Linked DNA regions of Mus musculus: all the other regions are linked to region 3. A link is a contact called in public ChIA-PET, HiChIP or PLAC-seq and promoter capture Hi-C data. All regions are on one chromosome and are shown on one strand. Each heading gives the region's core, a stretch centred on a gene start, on an enhancer-like site or on the middle of the called end of the contact. The rest is flanking DNA. Distances are from core to core; before and after follow the strand shown. Region 1 holds the start of F730311O21Rik (a long non-coding RNA gene). Region 2 holds the start of Ctse (cathepsin E). Region 3 holds the start of Nucks1 (nuclear casein kinase and cyclin-dependent kinase substrate 1). Region 4 holds the start of Dstyk (dual serine/threonine and tyrosine protein kinase). Region 5 holds the start of Nuak2 (NUAK family, SNF1-like kinase, 2).

Region 1 (4,603 bases), core at 691-3,190, 430 kb after region 3:
TGAGATAGTCTGTCTCCATAGATCAGTTTCTCCCTCCCCAATGTGGCTTTAAGCAAGATCCAGCCTCAGGCTCCTCATGTCCTCAATAGCTACATTAGAAATGTGACCTCTTTTTACTCATGTTAAATTGTGTGTGTAAAGTCATGCCATCCCCATTTCAGATTAACTTAAGGAAAAAAAAATACTGACCAGCAAGTAAGTCACTGGTTTTATGTTACTACTGCTTTCCAAGTGTCAGAGTGTACACAGCCCAATCTTCTTTCCCTATGATATAAAAAAGTCATTGGGTGGTGATGGCACAAACCTTTAATACCAGAACTCAGGAGGCAGAAACAGGTGGAGCTCTGTAAGTTCAAATCCAGCCTGGTCTATGGAGCGAGCTCTAGTACAGCTAGAGCTACTCCGAGAAACCCTGTTTTGAAAAATCAGAAGAAAAAAATTTAAAATGGAGCCTGACATGATGGTACATGCTTATATTCCTAGTATTTGAGAGGAACAGGCAAGATCACAAGTTTGAGGCTACCTTGGCCTACAGAGTGAGAGCCTGTTTATAAAAAAAAGAATATATAAAAAAGAAAGAGAATATTCACATGATTATGCTGAGTATGGGACTGGAGAGATGCTGCAGCCATTAAGAGCGCTTGTTCTTACATCAGACACAGGTTCAGTTCCCAGCACCTACGTGGTGGCTCACAACTGTCTCTAACTCCAGTTCCAGGCAATCTGACACCCTTTCCTGGCCTCCAAGGGCACCAGGCACTCACATGGTGCATACACTCTCTCTCTCTCTCTCTCTCTCTCTCTCTCTCTCTCTCTCACACACACACACACACATACACACACACACACACACACACACACTCACACACACACACACACACACACACACACACACACGCATTCACGCACGAGAGAGAGAGAGAGAGAGAGAGAGAGAGAGAGAGAGAGAGAGAGAGAACATGCATGGATATTCATGTGGGTAGGTGGATGTCCATGCCCATGTTTAAGTATGTGGAGACCTGAAGATTGGAGTTTTGACTATTGCTCTCTTCCCTATTCCCTTAAGACAGGGTTCTCACTGAACCTGAAGTTAGGCCGGCAGCCAGCAAGCCCCAATGATTCTCCATCTGCCTCCCACAGTCCGGGTGTTATAGGGTCACAAAGGCACACCCAGCTCTTTACGTGAGTGCTTGGCATTTGAACGCAAACCCTCATGCTTGGAAAGCAAGCAGTCTTGCTGTCTGAGCTGTTTCCCCAGGACCCTAAGTCTATGCTAAGTATGTGCGCTTCCACCAAGCTACACTACCAAGCTACACCTTTAAGTCCAAATGACTTTTGTTCTGATATAGAAGGGGAGATGTTTAACTAGAATTTTTACCCAGTGTCTCCCTCAAACTCAAAACTGAGTAAGTGTCCTGTATTTTCGTTTTCCCAATCTGGAAATCCTAACATCAGGAAGATTGAGGTTAGACAATAGGAAGATCTTGGGCTATTGCCTTGGGCTACTGACCCACAGGATGAGAGAATCTCCCATTCTGGACAGCTTTAAAAAGGTGAGTGTGGCAAACTGGAAGATGGTAGCACACACCTTTGATGCCAGCACTCAGGAGGCAGAGCCAGGTGGATCTCTGTGAGTTTGAGGCCAGCCTGGTCTACAGAGCAAGTTCCAGGACAGGCAGGGCTACACAGAGAAACCCTGTCTTGAAGCACAAAACAAAACAACAAACCAAACCAAACGAAGACAAAACTGAGTGTTCCCAGGACCTAGTGGGAAGCCTTTAGACATTTAGGGCTATCTTTACAGCCAAGAGACTCATCTTCTGTAGCTGAGCTCAGGAGGATTCACATAAAACACAGGAAGTGGTGGAAAGTGAACGAGATTATCAGTGGAGTTCCTGCCAAAATGAGGAAGTGACACTGGGTGGAGGCAGGGGACGCCTGAAGTCCCCAGAGAGGATGTCAGAGCAGGAGGTGCTGAGATCATCTGGCTACCCCACCCCCCTCACTTTGGGCCAAGGGGGGTGGCTGAGGGTGTGGAGCTGTGGGGTGAATCTGGAGGGTTGGGTGAGCCTCAGCAAGTAAGTATAGCCGGGGCAGCAGGAGTTCAGGCCTTGGGAGAAAAATCTTAAGATATGTATTTGGGGGTAGAAATGACCCCCCAAAGGGAAAGAAAGGTGGCCTCAGGATACTCAGCAGAGCAGGGGCTGATGTGAGTCTCTAGGGTCACCATAGGGAGCTCTGGGGCTCTCAGTCTGGTAAGAGAGACAGGTGTGCCCTAGAAATCAGGTCGTCAAGCATGCTTTGTTTTCTTCCTCCTTTAGTGCATACTGGGTGTGGTGCTGAACCCCGGGAGTCCTGAACTAAACAGAATATACACTGCCCTTCAAAGCCTGGAGGTCCAGGGGAGGAGAGGTAAGTAAGTCCTTGTGAAATTGTAACTTTTATAAGGTGAAGGACTTCTTGTTTCTCTTTTTCTTTCTTTTTGGTAGATAGGCTTATAGCTTGTGCTGGCTTTGACCTTGACCTTATTCTGTAACTGAGAATGACCTTGAATTCTCGATCCTCCCCAGCTCCCCCTCACAGGCGGGCATTCCCCCATCATGCCAGGTTTCTATAGAGCTAAGGACCAAATCTAGACCTTTGTTTTGGGTCACTGACTCCCTTCCTTGGTGAGAGTTCAGATGTCATTCCTGTAGTGCCCCTCCACGAAACTCCATCTTTAGACCCTACTGGGTGCTGTCTGCTACCCTACTGGGTGCAGATCTTTGGATAGGTAAACACTCTAACAACTGGATAACAGCCACAGCCTGGGCTGGACTTGAATTTGCCACCATCCCCACACCTCTGCCACCAGAGTGCTGTACCAACAGCCTAGGCCAGCCTGCACAGGAGTCAAAGGTCACCACCTGACCCCAATGTACCTCTCCAGCTGCTGCCTCTGTCCCCCACACTGCTTGCTTGCTCTGTGGAGTAAAGTAAAATTAACTGGCTAAACTGGGTGTGGTGGAGCTCACCTTCAATCCCAGTCCTTGGGAGGCAGAGGCAAGCAGATCTCTATGAATCCAAGACCAACCTGGTCTACAGATTGAGTTCCAGGACAACCAAGGCTATACAGAGAAACTGTGTCTCAAAAATAAATAAATAAATAAATAAATAAATAAATAAATAAATAAATAAATAAATAAAACAAATTAGCTGGCTTGGAGAATGACTTAAAATAAGAATAACTTAATAGCTTTCTTATTGTTGGGTTGTTTTTGTAGCCTTGTCTGTGCTGGGACTCACTCTGTAGATCAGTCTGGCCTCAAACTCACAGAGATCCACCTGTCTCTACCTCCCAAGTGTTGGCATTAAAGACATGTGCTACCATGCCCAGCCTAGCTTCTCTATTTTAGCTCCTCCCATACCTACCACAAGCTGGGAGAAGCTGTTGGGTGCTGGCCAGTCTGGCCTGGAACTCTGGACCCTCCTGAACAGGGTTTACAGGTGTTCTGTACCACACCAGGCCTCTTGGGCGATTCCTAGGAGCCAACACTGGGAATGGTGATTGGGGGACGGGGGGTGGGAGGGCAGGTGTATTAGGAGTTAAATGAATTCCCTGATAGACAGACAGACAGACAGACAGACAGACAGACAGACAGAAAGGCAGGCCCAAAATAAAGAAAAAGATGGCAAACTTTGGCTTCTTCCTCCTGATCAGAGACAAAGGTCTAAAGGCCTGGTGAGCAGAGACCTGGATGTGTTGTTTCCATAATCCTGGGCCTGTGAGCTTCCCTGACTGTTCAACCTGATCTCCTTAGGGGAGGACAACCTCTCAAAGACCCTTAGAAACTCCCAGCCATCAAGGAGAGACTCAGTTTCACTTCCCAGTCCCTCCTTAACGAAGCAGAGGGTCTGTGTGTGCCTCACTCTGCCTGTGTGTGTGTGTGTGTGTCTCTGTGTGTGTGTCTCTGTGTGTGTGTCTGTGTGTATGTGTGTCTGTGTGTGTGTCTATGTGTGTGTGTGTGTGTGTCTATGTGTGTGTGTGTCTGTGTGTCTGTGTGTGTCTCTGTGTGTGTGTGTCTGTGTGTGTGTGTCTCTGTGTGTGTGTCTGTGTGTGTCTATGTGTGTGTGTGTCTGTGTGTATGTGTGTGTCTGTGTGTGTGTGTGTCTGTGTGTGTGTGTGTGTGTGTGTCTGTGTCTGTGTGTGTGTGTGTGTGTCTGTGTGTGTGTGTGTATCTTTACTGGTTGGCCCTGTCTGCTGTGTCTGAGATTTCCCTGACCTATTATTATGTTCAAGATTTTTCCTGCCTATTTTTTTTTTGACTTTTCATTTTATTTATTTAGTTATGAGAGTGGTGACTACCCCAACTTCCTAGGAAGTTTCCTCTTGATACTGCTGCAGTTTCATGGTACAGGGGCTTCAAGTGTCATCAGACATCAGGGCCACTGCACGCCATGACGCACGGTAACGTTTGGATGAAAACATTTGGTACAGATATTCAGATGAAAGATCCAAAAAGTCACTGCCAATTAATTCTTTAACTGGCAGAGAAAATGGACACTATGGAGACCCTTAGACCGTATCAGGAATGTCGGACTCATCTGGCCACAGAGGTTTGAG
Region 2 (4,623 bases), core at 1,504-4,003, 270 kb before region 3:
GTGATAAAAACTGAATGGTGTTGGTACAGAGACTGGCAGGAAGATCAATGGAATAAAATTGAAGACCCAGAAATGAACCCACACACCTATGGTCACTTGATCGTTGACAAAGGAGTTAAAACAATCCAGTGGAAAAAAGACAGCATTTTCAACAAATGATGCTGGTTCAACTGTTGGTTAGCATATAGAAGAATACAAAACGATCCATTCTTATCTCCTTGTACAAAGCTCAAGTCCAAGTTGATCAAGGACCTCCACAAAAAAAAAAAAAAAAAAAAAAAACACTGAAACTAACAGAAGAGAAAAGAGCCTCGAAAACATGGGCACAGGGAAAAGTTCCTGAACAGAACACCAATGGCTTATGCTCTAAGATCAAGAATTGGCAAGTGGGACCTCATAAAATTGCAAAGCTTCTGTAAGGCAAAGGACACTGTCAATAGGACAAAATGGCAACCAACAGATTGGGAAAAGATCTTTACCAATCCTATATCCAATAGAGGGCTAACATCCAATATATACAAAGAACTCAAGAAGTTAGACTCCAGACAATCAAATAACCCTATTAAAAATGGGGTACAGAGCTAAACAAGGAACTCTCAACTGAGGAAACTCTAATGGTCAAGAATCACCTAAGGAAATGTTCAACATTCTTAGTCATCAAGGAAACGCAACCAACCAGAGGTCCCAGGGTCTAAACCACCAACCAAGGCATATACATAGAGGGACCCACGGCTCCAGCCTTATGTGTAACAGAGGATGGCCTTTTCAGGCATCAATGGGAGAAAAGGCCCTTGGTGAAGGCTCAATGTCCCAGTGTAGGGGAATGTGAGGGCAGGGAGGCAGGAGTGGATAGGTGGGTGGAGGTACACTCTCATAGAAGCAGGAGGAGAGAATGGGATAGGGGGCTTCTGGGGGGGATAGGGAAAGGGGATAACATTTGAAATGTAAATAAAATATCCAATAAAAAAAAAGAAAAATGTCTGGATCATATAGCAAAGAGACTCTGAGGCTTTCTAGCCCCTGGGCTAGAAAGTTTAAGGTTGGGGATAGGGTATGCCAGGTAGGATTTGAGGAATGCTGGGAGAACCTGGGGGCCAGGTCTGCTTTGGTAAAATATGTACCTTGGCTGTTTGTTCCAGAGTAAGAAATCAAACACTGTAAAGGAAGCACTATTGGATCAGAGAGGAGCTACAAGCCATCTCTTCTCTCCAGACTGGCCTTGAACTCATAATCCTCCTCCTCCTGTCTTCCAAAGACTGGAACAGTTGTTTCCAACTGTGATGACAAGAGGAGGCACTTGCCTTTGTTACCTTGGCCTGTTCCAGGTAAGAGGGTTCTAGGCACACAGGCATGCTAACAGGCCATAGAGTCCTTTCTCCTTCAGTGAGCATCTGAAATCACTGGTAAGAAATGGGCCTCATCATGTCACCCAGGATAAAAAATTAAAATAAAATAAAATAAAATAAAATAAAATAAAGGTGGGGAGGGGGCAGAACCTGAGTAGACACAGTGTGACCAGGACAATTCACAAAGCAGATTTCAAAAGTCCTGTGTGGCCTGAGATCTTGTCCAGTCTGACTTATGTCCCCAGTACCTAGTCAGTGCCTGGGATGTAACGGGTCCTCAGTAAATGCCCTGTGAGTGAGTGAAGGGCAGGACTGTCACCTGGGATGCTGTCACTGGGGTGCTGTCACCTTTCTTTCCTCAGGGTGGCTGCAGAGGTGCTCCTAGAGGATTTGGAGCAGAGCAGAGGTACTTGGGCATGCCTTCTCAGCTCCGTGTGATGAAACACTTCACCACTTCTGAAGCTTGAACATCTTTCTGGCCAGGCAGTGGTGGCACACGCCTTTAATCCCAGCACTTGGGAGGCAGAGGCAGGCAGATTTCTGAGTTTGAGGCCAGCCTGGTCTACAAAGTGAGTTTCAGGACAGCCAGGGCTATACAGAGAAGCCCTGTCTTGGAAAACAACAACAACAACAATAACAAAACAAAACAAAACAAAACAAAACAAAACCGGCTGGCGAGATGGCTCGGTGGATAAGAGCACTGACTGCTCTTCCAAAGGTCCTGAGTTCAAATCCCAGCAACCACATGGTGGCTCACAACCATCCGTAATGAGATTTGACGCCCTCTTCTGGTGTGTCTGAAGACAGCTACAGTGTACTTACATATAATAAATAAATAAATCTTTTAAAAAAAAAAACCAAGAACATCTTTCTGGTTGTTACCCGCAAAATTTCATTTCTCCAAATAAATCTCCTGTGTCTCTTGAAGTTGATTATGGAGCCCATTTATTGACTGAAGTTGTCTTAAAGAAGGCTTTGACATGTTCAATTCATGTGGTAGCTCATTTACAAACAGTCAATGGTTGCTTTGATATTTGGAGTTCGAAGAACATCTGGCTGTGAGCATTGTGGTCTCCACTGTGACCTTGGCACCTGGCCACAGCTGGCTCAACAAAAAACAATCTTGTGTTTATGGAAATAATGTCCTCTACTGCCTCTGCACATCCTTTATTTATTTTATTTTTATGGAGACAAGGTCTCATGTACCACAGGCTAGCCTCGAGTCAGTATGTAGCTGAGGCTGGCCCCAAATTCCTGATATGTCTGTATCCACCTCTCACACAGGGGAATTAGAGACATGCACCACCATGCCTACCTTCCTTTACTTGACTTTAAAGTCTGTTTCCTGTTTATTTGAAAGAGCAGGCACACTTCCTGTAAGTGCCAAAAAACTGTATGCCCGTCTCACAACTTCATTTGTTCCTCAGAACTGCAGATGCCCTGTGTGACTCCAGAAGCGGTTAGAAAGATCAGGCGTGGTTATCTCCATTTGCAGCTGAGGTGGCCAAGAGATAAGAGTTGCTTAAAGTCGGAGTTAGCAAACAACAAAACGGGGTTTCCACACAGAGCTCAGCTTCGGAGCCCAACCCATCCACTTACTACAAGAAAACGAAATTCTTGACATTTTGGGTTATATCCGGTAACTTCAAAGGTAAGTGGTTTATAATCTTGTTACAAATTTTTCTGGGAAATGACAATCTCATGCTTTAGTTAACAAAAATCCATTTATTATGATAATTTCCTCACAGGTAAAAGTGAGCACCTCCTAAGAAGGCTGCCATTTGCTTGGTTTGTAAGATTGATTTTCCTACGGGGAGCTTTGCGTAGGACTTTGAAGTTTTTGTTTTATTTGCTTGGTTGATTTTTTGAGACATGGTCTCACTAGGTAGGTCAAGCTGCCCTCCACTCTTTATTTAGATGGTTTTAAAATCCCTACTACTATTTGTGTACTGATGAAATCGGAGGTTTTGCAATAGAAGTCATATTGTCTGAACGGTGCCTTTCAGTTCCTGATTTAACTCTCTCTCTCTCTCTCTCTCTCTCTCTCTCTCTCTCTGTGTGTGTGTGTGTGTGTGTGTGTGTAAGACTTTTATTATGGCATGACTTACTGTCATTAATGTTTATATAATGTTCTACATCTGCATGTTATTTCTAAATTAGAGTGTACTGTACATGAGCTGCTAATTGCATTATAGCTGTTAATAATGCGTTGCTAAAGGAAATTTCTTCAGGACAAAGATAACTGCTGATCCAGGTGTGGAGCTACACACCTTTGATTCCAGCACTTGGGAGGCAGAGGCAGGTGGATCTCTGTGAGTTCAAGACCACCCTGGTCTACATATCGAGTTCCAGGCTCGTCAGAACACAGTGAGGCACTCTCTTAAAAACAAAACAAAACAAAACAAAACAAAAAAACCTACTGGCAAAAATTTCATAGCATATTACTCATTTCTGTTATAAACTCGAGAGGGAACTGGAAGGAGGGCTCCATGGTGAACACTGGCTGCTCTTCTAGAGAACTTGAGTTGAATTCCCAGCACATATATGGCAGCTCAAACCATCTGTAACTCAAGTTCCAGGGGACCCAAGACCCTCTTCTAGCCTCCCTGAATACCAGGCACATGCATGGTACACAGACACACATGCAGGCAAGACACCAATGCACATAAAAACAAAATCATTTTAAAATTAAAAATAAATTCTAATATAAACTCTTATATATGTACATTAATTATATATAATATCTTAATTATATATTATATACACATATTATACATTATATATTATATGTGCACTAGTATATACATTGTATATAATATACAATATATTCTATTTATTTATATATAATATATTTTTACATTATATACTCTATATATATATATATATATATATATATATATAAGATTTATGTTGTTTCTTTCAAGAAACATAAGGAAAAAATGTTAGACTCAAAACAGAAAATGAAAAATCTGTCTGGGGAAAGAAGTGAAATAAAACTATTTGAATTATTGACTAAATGAAGGGAACAAGATAGACTGTGCAAAGAAAGTATTGAATCTGGTAGCTGCTGACATGGGTATGTCCTAGAAACAGGAGCAGAAAGTGAATTCACTTGTGGGTCTCATTCTCAACAATCACTGAGACTTTCAACAAAAGCTAGACTGTCCTCGGCCACTTTGTGGAAATACCCGTCCTGCGAGTGCCCTTGGTGAAGTTCCCTCAAGGAAGAAGTCTTTGCTCTATGAATAATACAGGTTAAAAGTCTGGGAAATAGAAT
Region 3 (4,137 bases), core at 1,044-3,543:
TGGTTACACACAGTTCACCCTTCGCAGCAAATTAAGCTGAAGCAACTCGGGAATCAAGTTTGAGAAAAGTTAATAAAATTCTTTGTCTAATTTTCCTCTGGTCTCTACATTCTTGCTATGGTATACACACATGCACCCATGCACACACACACACCAGAGACATATAAAAAAAATTTTAGAGATGGGTTTTGGTGGTGGTTATGCAACAACATGAATGTCCTTAATGCCACAGAAGTGTAAATGGCTAAGACCGCACATTTTATGTAAATTTCCTTTTGTGTAGCCCTGACTGTTCTCAAACTTGCTCTGTAGACCAGGCTGACCTTGAACTCAGAGAGATCTGCCCATCTCTGCCTCCTGATTGCCAAGATTAAAGTCATTTGCCACCACTACCCAGCTGTTAGAGATTTTTTTTTTTACCATATATTTTTTTAAGTGAAGAGGAAATGACGTTGAACGGAAAGGATCAAGAATAACTTTTAAAATTCTTCTCTTTTGCTGCTTTCTTCCCTTAGATAAGTAGAATTTTACACTGGGAGACTTTCAGGAAGCAGATAGTGATGTGGTTTGTTGCTTAGGGACTATATCTTCACTTGGTTTTGTTGTTGACTCAGGGGCTTTCGCAGTCCAAACTGTCCTCAAACTCCCTATGTAGCCAGGCATGACCTTGAACATCTATCTCCTTGACTGATGGCATTATAGGTGTGTATCCTCTTGTCCAGTTTCAGGAGGTGATGAAGATTGAACTCAGTGCTTACTGTGTGCTGAGCAGTTACTCTCAGCTGAGCAACATCCCCACTCTTCAAGTGAAACACTGGCTCTGGCAAGTATTGAAATCGATTTACAACATCATAAAGTGTGTTAGTTTTCTATCCGTATGACTTGAAATATCAACTTACAAGAATACATTTATTTTTCTACAGTTTCATATGTTTCCATTGAGGGCTGCTTGGTCCTAGGGCTTTGTGTCTGTAGAGAGCAAGAGCATCATGGTGAAAAGCATTTCAGCAAAGTGAAACAGATGACATTGTGTTTACAGGCTGCAAGCAAGAAAGACAGAGGGTGGTCAAGTCAAGGTTCCCACATCATGTTAAAGTGCTCACTCCTAATGTCCTAACTTCTACCAGGTCCTGCCTCTTAAATCTTTGGCATATGGGTCCCTAGGGAACATGGAATCCAAACTATAACAGGAAGTAAATCCTAGATATTAATACAAAGATACTGTGCTCTACTTCTGATTTAGGCATTCAGTCTTGAGGCAACTCGAACTACTTTTTTTTTTTTAAGATTTATTTATTTATTATATATGAGTACACTGTAGCTGTCTTCAGACACACCAGAAGAGGGCATCAGATCTCATTACAAATGGTTGTAAGCCACCAGGTGGTTGCTGGGATTTGAACTCCGGGACCTCTGGAAGAGCAGTCAGTGCTCTTAACCACTGAGCCATCTCTCCAGCCTCCCTGCCCCCCCCCCCCGAACTAATTTTATCTTCTATTAAAAACGGAACCTAACACTTAAGCCCAGACTAAAGGCCTTTCAACATAGCACCTTGTTTAGTTCTAGTAATAAGGTAGCCTTGTATCCTACTCTACTCATCATAAAACTGAGGTGCACAGAGGAAACCTAGTTAAGTACTAAGTGGTGGACTTAGAATTTTGAAGCAAGCGTTTTGTCACCAGTCTCCCTCTTAACCATTAATCACCTCTTTCTCTTTGAAATGCTAATATCAGAAATTGAGGTTTTAATGAGTGTTAAGTAGCTCTCAAAGATCAGATTGGGTAGAAGATATTCCTTGTGAACCCAACTCTCTACTTCAGCAGCGTGACTGAGCCCTGGGAGGTTAACGCTGAAGTCAGAGTACAGGATTTCTAAGATTAAGGTCAAATTTTTGAACCTAAGTAATTTCCCTCCAATTCTTAAGTGACGAATCTGCTGCCTATCCCATGAGTCTTGCAATTAGCTGATTTGCAAAATAATCAAGTCAGGAGAAATTAAATCCATTACAGAACCACCTAGTCCACAGAGAACTCTATATAAATCAGGTTATTTGGCAGGGGGTCCAAGATATAACCCAAGCCGAATCTGCAGCTCTGGCGTGGAAGACAGGGGGCGGGCAATCGGCGACCATTTTTGTTTTGCGGCCGTGCGCTCTCAGCGCATCTTGACTAACAGGACCCCATGGAGGAGGCGGGGCCTATCCGGGAGTGGGGCGGGGCTGGGAGGCGTGATGATTCAAATGGACTAATGACTAGGGCGCATCTGACAGGAGTCACCAATGAGCGGGCGTGCTGGGGCGGAGCGCACAAACCCTACGGGGTTTGGTTGCACCGCGGCTTTGGCGCATTTTCGGCTGGTTTGATTCATCCATTTTGAAGAGACGGGGGAGCGGGGGGCTCGTCAGATCCAGGGACCTCAAACCAGCAGCCGCCGACTCTTGAGAAGCCAGCAGCCCGGGGCTCGGCAGCAGCGGCCCCGCCGGCCGGAGCGGGGGGGTGGGGCGCCGAGTGCGCGGGGAGGGGGGTCCTGGTCCTCGGCTCCTCGACTTGGTCGCGCCTCGACAGCGAACATGTCTCGGCCTGTCAGGTCAGTGCGGAGTCCAAGGCCCGGGGCGGGCCGAACGGGCTGGGGTGAGTGGCGAAGGACCTGGGCAACGGGCCTGGAGTCGTGCTCCTGACTACCACGCGCGGCCTTCTGTCGGGGGCCGCGCGCGCCCTTGCGCGTGGGTGCTCGGCGGCGCGCAGGATGGCGGCGGCGCGCACGGGCGCGTCGCCTCCACCCCGCAGGGTCCGGGTCGGCTCCGCGGCCGCCCCCACCTCCGCCATGGCCCTGGCGTGGGCTTGGCGCGCACCAGGCACACCATAGGCCGCACCCCTGGGCCCTGTTGGAGCCTACGGCCGACCCGGGTGCGAACACGGAGGACTCGGTCCTCCAGAGGCTCGCCGGCTTAGCGTTTTGGCGAGCGAGTTGCTTGTGCCCCGCCGCCCGGCCCCGCCTCCATTCTCGGGGTCGCGGCAGGCCCCGCCTCCTAGCCCGGCCTGGGCGGAACCCACGTTTTCCTTTCCCCTTGGGGCAAAAGTGAGTTTTGACACTGAGCCCCGTAAAATAAGGGCCACAGCCTCTCCCCACTTGGGAGTTCTGAACGCATTAACCCCAAGTTTTCTCTTTCCACCGCTTGCAGACAAATGCCCTTCCTCCAGGGACGTGCTTGTTAACCCAAATCCCGTGTGGTTCTCGTTCCCCCTCACCCCGCAGTACGCGTCTCTTGCTACTTCTGTAACCCTCTCTTTCCCCGTGTGACGTTAATCGTAAATGGACTACGATCCACTAGCGATCAGACTTTTATTCACATGGCTTCAAGAAGTTTTCGGTTTCCCCTCACTCGGTGGGCTCCCCTTTAATGCCCTCCAGAGCTGTTGTATAGAATGTGGCTTGGGTGGAGGGTGTGGTTTAGTCCAATCTATTAAGGCCTGAGAGACAGAGGGACAGAGACCGAGACCAAAGTCAATAGATGTTACTTGTAAAGGAGCTTTACCTGGCCCCATTGCCTTTAGTTCTTAACTATTTTTACAGTTATGAATTCATTTCAAGTTTTGGTATCGAAAGTATCCCAATACCAAGGAGAGGTTTGGATCTGGCAACGGTTTTGTGCCCCACTATGTCTCCTTGACAAGATAATCTATTGGTGGTAGATTACCACCCCTCCCACTCGCGAGAGGGAACTGCGGAGGATGAATTACCTACCAGCTTGCTTTTTCCATTCTGTTTTAACCTGCACCTCCAAATTACCATGTCTTCTGTGTGATGTTTGGGAAGTAGTCAATATGACTGTTCCAGGTTATAGTGAGTTCTTTGAGGACATAAATCTAACCAAACTGTACCACCAACTCAAATTACTTTTTTCTAGACAGGGTTTCTCTGTGTAGCCCTGGCTGTTCTGGAACTCACTCTGTAGACCAGGCTGGCCTTGAACTCAGAAATCCGCCTGCCTCTGCCTCCCGAGTGCAGGGATCAAAGGCGCCACCACTGCTCAGCTGAGGTCTCTTGTATAATAAATTAGTTGGTCCTTTTGCTAGAAAGATATGTCTTTTCTTTTAAAAAAAATTTTTTTTAATTTGGGGAGAGGGTGTCTCATGG
Region 4 (4,336 bases), core at 400-2,899, 510 kb after region 3:
TTTATTTATTTAATGTATCTGAGGGCACTGTCGCTCTCTTCAGACACACCAGAAGGGGGCATTGGATCCCATTACAGATGGATGTGAGCCACCATCTGGTTGCTGGGAATTGAACTCAGGACCTCTGGAAGAGCAGTCAGTGCTCTTAACTGCTGAGCCATCTCCCCAGCCCCCAGTCAGAGTTCTTAAGCATTGAGCCATCTCTCCAGCCTTCTCCCAATTATTTCTAAAATATAAAGTACTAATAAAGACTAGTTTTGTGATGTCGAAATGAGGTCTAGTTATGTAGCTTAGGGTGGCCATACCCTTGGGATTACCCTTCCTTGGGCTCCTGAGCGATGGGATTACAATTGTGTCTTCCCATGTGTATCTCATGCAGATAGATTCTTCCTCCAACCTAAGGTTTCTCTCCACTGATCCCCTAACTAGAAATCTTTGTGATGACTCATCCTGCATTGCTTTGTTAGAATAGAGACAGGGTCTCACTATGTATGTAGCCTTGTCCATTCTGGAACACACTCTGTTGATCAGGCTGGCTTTGAACTCACAGAGACCTTCACGCCTCTGCTTCCAGAGTACTGAGTCTAAAGGCATACACCACCACACCCAGCCCATGTTCTATTTTTAAATAGTGCTCTTACACTATCAACCTTTTTTTTTTTTTTAATTTCCATTTGTGTTCTCACTTCTGTTTTACCAAGCCTTTTGGAAAGCAAGGGGAATACAACTTTGCAAAGAAGAGAAATGGCCAGAATGTGCAAAGGGAGGCGTAAATGGGAAGGAACACAGGGCTCCTTTTTTGCAGCTAGCCTACCTTAAAGTGCAGGCTCATTTGAATGCGTGATCTTTTAAAAAGTGCAACAAGTTACAGGTTAAAGCCTTCACATTTCACATTGAGCCCAAGTTACTCAAAGTTCAATCAGGTGAAGAGGTGACTGGTGTCAAGTTCTGTCCCGTTTGTGGCTTGTGTGTCATGGAGTCCGTGACAGTCTGCGTCGATGGAAGTCTGGCACACTGACAGAAGCCTTGTTAAGATAATCAGTTTAGAAGGCTACTAACTTCAACTTCCCCTTACCCCTGCCGACTGTACAAGAAATCAACTGTCCTTTCTCTTAGGTCTCACCCACCCTTTCACACCCCTACCCCCTTTCCACATCTAGAGCAGGAAAAAAAAAAAAGAAAGAAAGAAAGAAAGAAAGAAAGAAAAGAAAAGAAAAAGTAGACTGTAACACAAACAGTAGAGTTTTCACTATTCTCCGGGTATTTTCAACCAATTCTCTATTATCTGTTGTAACCATTTGGGGTAACCACAGACATATTTTGTCCTCGGCCTTATTTCCTTCTACTTATTAAAATCTTTCTTTCTCCTAGATTTGAGGTACCCCATTTCTGCCGGGGTTCATACTCTGCGGGTTCTGCCTTTCCTTAGGAATTCGTGTACAGTGCAAGAACACCTTTTAAACGAGAAGAGTGTAAGCACAGGGATCAGTAGGGTCCACCCGCTAGCTTGCTTCCCTGTGGGCGTTGTGGCATTCCACCCAGCCCAGACTACAAGTCCCAGGAGCCCGCGCAGCGACGGTGCCTCTGTGAGCTCGTCCCTGGCTCCGCTGGGGAGCGGAGTAAGGTTCTGGCCGGAGCCAGGCGCTCTGGCTGCTCAGCCGCGGCAGTGACGGAGGCTGGAGGCCGCGCGGAGCGCCGGCAGGGGCGTCGGGAGGCGGATTCCGCCTTCTCTGAGCGCTAGGGGGCGGGAGGAGGGGGCCGGGCCAGCGGCTCAGCCAGCCGCGAAGACAGCTGGCTGAGCGATGGAGGCCGACGGGCAGTCATGGGCCGGCGAGTCCGTGTCGGGCCCGGGTCCCGGAGGCGGCGGAATGATCCGCGAGCTGTGCCGGGGCTTCAGCCGCTACCGCCGCTACCTGGGACGGCTGCGGCAGAACCTGCGAGAGACCCAGAAGTTCTTCCGCGACATCAAGTGCTCCCACAGCCACAGTTGTCCCTCCTCCCCCGCGGGCGGCGGAGCGGCCGAGCTTGGCCCTGCCGGCGACGTCGCCGAAGCCCCGCTGCCGGCGGGTAAGGACAGGCCCGATGGAGAGAGGAAAATCGGAGGGTGGCATCTCCGTCAGCAAAACAACTCCAGGAGGAGGCGGCCAGTAGGAGAGGGCCGCGGGGCGGCGCGAGGCCTGGGCCTCGGGGATCTTAGATGAGGTGGGAGGATACCCTGGGGAGAGGTGGCAAGGGCTCGAGACCGGGAGGCAGAATTCGAAAAGGCTAAGCGGAGAGGTGAGAAAGTTGCTTTGAATTGGGGTGCTTGGTATGGGGACCGAGTCCCCGGTTAGGTGTTAGGTTGGGTGTTTCTGAAGTCTCTGGGCGCCTTCGGACTGCACTGGTATGTGAGTGTGTGAGCGCGCGGGGTTTGGGTGTGTAAAGTGCTTGCAATCCAGTCAAGAGGCAGCCCTGCGAAGATGTCCTCTAAATAGGATTTGGAGTTGCCAAAGAAAAGGATATTTAATGGGTGTTAGAAATTAATTGGTCAGAGATGTTACTTATGGTGAAGGAGTTAAGAAATGTTTTGTTGTTGTTTTTGTTGTTGTTATTGTTGTTGTTGGGAGTGGAGTGGAGTGGGGCGGCCCTGAGCCCTTGAAAAACTTGCCCTTCTTGACTTGATTCCCCCCTCTCCTCCAACCCCTCGGGATGTATCAGAGGCCTCAGATCACTTTAAATACTGCAAGATCTTTGATCCTCCTTGAACTGCAATTGGTGGGGAACTAGAGGGTTTAACTTTTACCACCTTCTCCTTAGGAAGTTGATGAGAGAAGCCACTGACTTTCCATGTGGGTAGGTAGACGGGGCACAACCTAACAGCAGGTATGTCCTTGGTTTGCCTTTAGTGATTCTCGAGCTGCAGTGTAGATTAAAATAACCTCAGGAGTGTATTAAAAATGCCATGTCTCAGGTTGTGTCTTATGGATTCTGGCTGTGTAACCATGGTGGGGGGGTCCTAAGAGTCTAATTTAGCAAGTCAAAGATATTGGAATCTGATACAGGTGTTTTATTATCACTTAAGGTGAACTTGTGAGTTGGACCCTATACTCTTTGTTGCATGTTTAAGAACGTTGTCTGAGACTACAGAAGGGGGTGTTTAAAGACATGCTGGTAAGTCCTGATAGGGCCCTCAATGGTACTGTTCTATTGCCCAGGATAGCAATTTAAAGAGCCCTTGTTTTGGGTCAGCATGATAGCTTAGCTGGTACATGTACCTGCTGCCAATCCTGATGCCCTGAGTTGACCAGGAGAGAACCTACTCTTGAAAGTAGTCTGCTGACCTCCACATATAGGCCACTGTGCATACACACATGTGTGTGCACTCGCACACACACACACACACACACACACAGAGTATAGGTATTTTAAAAAAAAATTTTTTTTTTTTTTTTGAGACAGTGTTTCTCTGTGTAACCTTGGCTGTCCTGGAATTAGTTCTGTAGACCAGGCTGGCCTCGAACTCAGAGATCTGCTTGCCTTTGCCTCCCTGTGCTGGGATTACAGGTGTGCACCACCACCTCCAGGCAAAAGATCTTATTTTACTTCAGGACATAAAAAACACTAGAGTGATAACTACTTTTCTGAAGTTGTGCTTTTGACACTTCTAGACGCTGTCTAGAGCAGTTGGTGAGGCAGCTCATATTTTTCAATGGACCCAGAGTTTGGCAGCAACTTCTTCCGTCAGAAGCTTTGCTTTAAAAGCCCTCTGTTTCTGCCCTTACTTTAAAGTGACTGTTTCAGAGTTACTCTTAAAAACAAAACAAAACAAAACAAAAAACCAAAACCTAGAAAACCAACTCAGAATAGATTTAATTTAGAGAGTTGGAGATTTTCAAAATTTGAAGCATCTTGGTTGGCTTTTGTTTTCTTTAAAGGCAAACCTAAGACATACAAAAACACCTTTGTATTTTGCTTAATTGGCTTTTCTGGTTGACTGCATCGTGATCTAATTTTTGCATATTTAAACTTTCTTCACCCTTTGGAATGTGCCTATCTCTATAAAATCCGAGGAGGACACAGATGAGAGGGTATGGAACAAATTGATTTTGTTCCATACCAGCATTTTACATTTTGAGGGTGAGGCTGCACCAGAGTTTTTAAGTACCTCTTTCTGTGTCTAGCTGAAGGATGCTGTTGTCCTGGTTATTTAAGTAAAGGTGTTAGAAAGTAGAACCAGTCCTTAAAGGACAATTAGCCCTTTGTGCTAGCTGGAGCTTTTTGGTAAGGTCAAAGTCACTTGGAGGTTGTCTCAAATTTCTTTTGTGAGTGTTGGTTTCTGATTAATAGGGACTCAGAA
Region 5 (4,540 bases), core at 1,751-4,250, 410 kb after region 3:
CTGCTCTTCTCCCAGAGGAAAAAATGAGATCTGCCCCAATAGTCCTGGGGAGTAGATACTCTTGTGTCCTAGAGACCCCTTATGGTTCTCGGATACACAGAAAACAAATGCATTAGCTCTCTCTGTTCTTTCTCCCTGCCTCTCCATGTCATGCCTAAGACTAATCTATGTCTCACCCACCACTTCAAAACCCAAGTGGCTTCCTCTGAGCACCCCCTGACCCCTGAACTCCTGAACCAGATAAGATCCAACTTTTCTGCCATATACCTGTACTTCACACCACTTTGAGAGGTCTCCCACTTTCTGTCCTAGATTATAGAGGAAGCTTATTTTGTTTTTATCTTCTTTATTTATCTTATTTCTCTTGTTAGGCAGAAAAATTCTCGAGAGTGGGGAACTAATTAGTAGTCATCCCCCTTAGATGTGCCTGATACCTGCCTTACCCATTCCCATCCCATTTCCCCCACTGCACATAATACTTGTCACAGCACATTCAGACTATGGAGTTCAGGAGTTCAGGAATGGATACTTATTCCCGGTGACTGCACAGAAGGCTCATTTTCCACAAGAGTCTTTAAATCCTTGGTTCCCAACCTGTGGGTCATGACCTCTTTAGAATTGCAGGGCCTTTTCTCAGAAGTCACATATCAGAGAGCCCCCGTATCAGATATTTACATTACAATTCATAACAGTAGCAAAATTGCAGTTATGAAGTAGCAACAAAGATAATTTTATGGTTGGGAGGTCACGACAATACAAGGAATTGCATTAAAGGGTCAAGGGATTAGGAAGGTTGAGAATCATTGGGCTAAGTAGTTGGTGACTGGGTGCAAGGGTTAGAAGAAGTGCTTCCTCCTAAGACTAGAGCGTGAGGCAGACAAACTGAATGAGGGTGACTCAGCTCAGCTTAAACGTCCTAACAAATCCTCCAAAGAGCTAAGCCCAATCTTTAAGTCACTGAGCCACATCCCAGGTCCTCCCTACACAGAATGAAAGTTAGTTCTGGCACTTGGTTGTTCTAATCAGTAGTTCTGTAAACAATTGTTGTTAATTTATTTCATATGTACAGCCTTATGCCAGTATGCATTTCTGTGCAGAAGATACATGCTTGATGTCGTTGGAGATCAGAAGAGGGGGCCAGAACCCCTGGTACTGGAGTTATGGCTCTTTGTGGGTCATCTTGTGGGTGCCGGGGATGAAATCCTGGTCCTTTGGAAGATCAGTCAGTGCCCTTACCTGCTGAGCCATCTCTCAGTTCTCTCCATGGTTCTGATGGCTCACTCCTCTGCCTGCAGGTCTGTTTGTTTGCCTCCTGTGTCCATCCATCCATCTGGTCTGTATGAATCCACTGTGCACCTTTATCTGTTCAGCAGTGCCCTGGGTATTGGGGGTGTTTAGGAATAGTGATAAATGTCTAGATTGAGTCTTAAAGGAAACCTTGGGCTCCTCTGAAAAAAAGTCTTCATCTTATGAGGAAATGTTGATACAGCTAGCTAACAGACATGGGTCTTCTAGTAAGCTTTAAAAGCCCTATCTTTAGAAAGCAACCCCAAACTATCCTCCTCTCATCTTGGCTAGGGGCTCCCTCCTCTTTTCATGTCAGTCAGGTCTAGAACCCAGGTCTCCCATCCCTGAGCCTGCTCCTCTGACACATGCTTTTCATTGTCCTACTCTGCCTGGACAGACCCCAGGAACTGACAGACAGGGCGCACAGAGAGCAGACTGGTTGAGCCTTTTCTATTTTCACAGACTACTCAGAGTGGAGAGGCAAGCTGGCAGAAGATAGGGCACTAAACTAGCTATACAGTTTCCATGGACCGTCCGAACTTAGAGAAGGCTGATTCCCGGTGGATGGTCTCTGGCTACAGAGAGCTCCAAGACAAGGAGATACCAGTTATTCCCTCTGAAAAGATTCAAAGGGCAAACAGAAGTAGGAAAATGGGCAGAGAGTAGTTTTTTTTTTAATTTGATAATTGAGGACGTAGTCCTCTTTGATCCTCTGCCAAGTCCTAAAGATACAGCTAGAGATGAGGTCCTGCAGATGAGGGAGGGATGCCTGCCCGGAATAGCTAGAATTAGGGAAGTCCTCTTGTCCTGTACTCTTTCCCTATAGGCCAGTATCTGAATTCCAGGCTTTCTTGCCAGCTGTGTGGCAGAAGTAAACTCACTTTCTACATCGGAAAGGGGGGTCTGGACATAGCCTTCCAGGCCCCTTAAATGCAGCCAAATCTTATGCCCAACCTCCTGCTCTTTTGAAAAAAAAAAAAAATCCACTGGGAGGAAACCCTGGGACCAAGACACTCCTTACAGATTTAGGAGCTCGTGGATGTAAGTCCTTGGAATGTGATGTGCTTTTTTCACAATTTATGGAGATCCACAAGGCCACCACATCTTGAGGGAATCCACGCAACCCTACAAAGTAAGGATTTCCCAGGCCTGTTGGATTCCAGAATCCAATTAAGGTTGGTGGAATCCAAGCAGAGTGAACATGGAGTCAGGACAGCTCTCTACCAGTGCTTAGCTGGCGTCAGTCTCCAACCCATTCCATCTCCCTATTCACTTTCTCCTTTATGGACCTCAAGAAGTTATCAAAAGGCTTTTCAGATTTTGAGCTTGGAAGAAACAATTTACTGCATGTGGAGAAATACTTCGGGACTTTCTAGTGCCCTTAGATTGTCCCTTGCCAACCGAGAACACAGCACAATAGCACAAGGTTGGCGTCATTCAGAGACTAAAGCAATTCAGAGAGCCTTCAATCCTAAAGACTGGCACTTCGGTATTAATTCGGCTCTGCCTCCATTCTCGCATTCCTGGGCCTCGGGTCCAAGTGGGCGGGGCCCCATTCACACCTTTCCGCGCCTAGCCAAGGGGAGGAACGGGGCAGGAGAGGGTGAACCAATGCGAGAGGTTTTGGTCACGAGCCGCCGGCAAGTCGGCCAATGGGACGCAGGGGCGTGGTCAGGACATTCCCCCTCGAAACGTTTTATAGCAATTCGGAACGCGGGGCTTTCTAGCGTGCTCGGGTGCGGCTGTGACCTCTGAGCCCGCGGCTCAGCGCGCGCTGCTACTGCTGCCCGACCCACTCCACCTCGCGGTCCCCGCACCATGGAGTCGGTGGCCTTACTCCAGCGCCCGAGCCAGGCTCCCTCGGCCTCCGCCCTGGCCTCGGAGAGCGCCCGGCCGCTGGCGGACGGGCTCATCAAGTCGCCTAAACCTCTGATGAAGAAGCAGGCGGTGAAGCGGCACCATCACAAACACAACCTGCGGCACCGCTACGAGTTCCTGGAGACGCTGGGCAAGGGCACCTACGGGAAGGTGAAGAAGGCACGAGAGAGCTCGGGGCGTCTGGTGAGTGTCCCTCGCGGCTCCCGGCTCTCGGGAGCTCACAGCGCGTCCCTTGCGGTGTCCTCGGCTGCGTTGCCAGGCGCGCGCATTTTAGATGTGTCTGTCCGTGGTTTTCAGGACAGTGCTCATCTGTCCTGAACCTTAGCTTCACTAGATGCCTGTAGTTTGAGAAGACGGAGCTTAACTTGAATTTTGACGGGAACAAACGTCAACAGAGTAGAATGGAAGGAGGAAGTTGAAAGCACCAGTTCTTAGTAGATGGATGAGGTGTGGAGATCTTTAACTCTGACTTGACACTTTGGGGCCTTTCCAGCCGAAATGAAGCTAAGTTTGGTTGGGATAGGTTTTTATTCTGGGAAATGTAAAAGCAGGCCCAAATGTCAGGTCCACTCCCAGCACTCCAGCCACATCTTTGGATGTGAGGCCTTTGGGGAACTTGCCCTTTTGATTTACGCATGTGTAATCGTAATAATAATCCGTAACTCTGAGCAAGTTCCTCCATCTCTGTTTTCTGTTTCCCCTTCTGCAAAAATAGAGAGAACACAGCCTGTCTCACAAGCTGCTTGGAAAAAATAAGATATAAATGTGAATGCACTTGAGCCCTGATCACAGATCCTGTGTTGAGAATGAATACTCCTATCTGGAAACCTCCCCTTGGAAGGACAGCAAATTTACCAAAAGTTACACAACAATGTTTCTTCCACTCTAGTTCAGTGGGCCTGAGTATTAGCTGGCTACTTGTTTAAAATGTGCAGTCTCTCATTTTCCACCAAGGGAACTATTTTATAAAAGGTCTATAATTCACATTTTCGCAAGGCTCAGAGCAGGTGGTTTAGGGAGAACATTTGGCAGGTCCAGTGGATGCTGTTTGTAAGGGGGTGTGTATGTACAGCCATCATTTGCCCTATTGACTATGGGAATGGTCCCCTCCCCTAATTGTTTGCTTTTGCAGCCAGTAGCTGGTTTGAAATTCAAGAAGTCATTTCATTGGTGAAGGAGAGTGGATGTTGGAGAAAGGAGTGGATTATAACCCCATCAATAGGAGCAAGTATGTTTTTCCTGCTAAGGCCTGGCACAGTCCCCAGTTGCCCGCTGCCAGGTTACAGTTATTGGGCAATCGTGTACTTCCGGGCTTTCTTTTCTTTCTCTTTCTATAAAGTGCCAGGGCCTCAGAGGCTTAAGCCTTGAGACTTCA

Evidence for each region. ChIA-PET counts read pairs in DNA pulled down with a chosen protein or histone mark. HiChIP or PLAC-seq counts read pairs in DNA pulled down with a chosen protein or histone mark. Capture Hi-C pulls out chosen DNA fragments and counts their contacts.
Region 1: an H3K27ac HiChIP or PLAC-seq map of extraembryonic endoderm stem cells shows a contact between it and region 3. The contact joins the promoter of F730311O21Rik here to the promoter of Nucks1 in region 3. A contact is called at or near these places in 1 of 484 Hi-C or Micro-C datasets (pro-B cells) and 1 of 115 datasets of contacts at active chromatin or transcription factors (extraembryonic endoderm stem cells).
Region 2: a promoter capture Hi-C map of liver shows a contact between it and region 3. The contact joins the promoter of Ctse here to the promoter of Nucks1 in region 3. A contact is called at or near these places in 1 of 39 promoter capture datasets (the C10 cell line), 3 of 115 datasets of contacts at active chromatin or transcription factors (embryonic stem cells, large pre-B cells and memory CD8 T cells) and 2 of 9 other capture datasets (adipose tissue and liver).
Region 4: a contact with region 3 is called in a promoter capture Hi-C map of adipose tissue. The contact joins the promoter of Dstyk here to the promoter of Nucks1 in region 3. A contact is called at or near these places in 1 of 484 Hi-C or Micro-C datasets (CD4 T cells), 2 of 115 datasets of contacts at active chromatin or transcription factors (extraembryonic endoderm stem cells and memory CD8 T cells) and 1 of 9 other capture datasets (adipose tissue).
Region 5: a contact with region 3 is called in an RNA polymerase II ChIA-PET map of memory CD8 T cells, with 10 read pairs. The contact joins the promoter of Nuak2 here to the promoter of Nucks1 in region 3. A contact is called at or near these places in 2 of 39 promoter capture datasets (the SN4741 cell line and neutrophils) and 1 of 115 datasets of contacts at active chromatin or transcription factors (memory CD8 T cells).

What each region holds. Positions count from the first base shown.
Region 1 is chr1:132,339,990-132,344,592 of GRCm38.p6, forward strand. F730311O21Rik (a long non-coding RNA gene) reads left to right here and starts at 1,941. Exons shown (of 4, transcript XR_878527.2): 1 at 1,941-2,078; 2 at 2,322-2,412; 3 at 4,327-4,603.
Region 2 is chr1:131,635,561-131,640,183 of GRCm38.p6, forward strand. It overlaps Ctse (cathepsin E), which reads left to right and starts at 2,754. Exons shown (of 10, transcript NM_007799.3): 1 at 2,754-2,997.
Region 3 is chr1:131,908,165-131,912,301 of GRCm38.p6, forward strand. It overlaps Nucks1 (nuclear casein kinase and cyclin-dependent kinase substrate 1), which reads left to right and starts at 2,294. Exons shown (of 7, transcript NM_175294.3): 1 at 2,294-2,586. The coding sequence starts at 2,570.
Region 4 is chr1:132,415,804-132,420,139 of GRCm38.p6, forward strand. Dstyk (dual serine/threonine and tyrosine protein kinase) reads left to right here and starts at 1,650. Exons shown (of 13, transcript NM_172516.4): 1 at 1,650-2,067. The coding sequence starts at 1,803.
Region 5 is chr1:132,313,125-132,317,664 of GRCm38.p6, forward strand. It overlaps Nuak2 (NUAK family, SNF1-like kinase, 2), which reads left to right and starts at 3,001. Exons shown (of 7, transcript NM_028778.4): 1 at 3,001-3,348. The coding sequence starts at 3,106.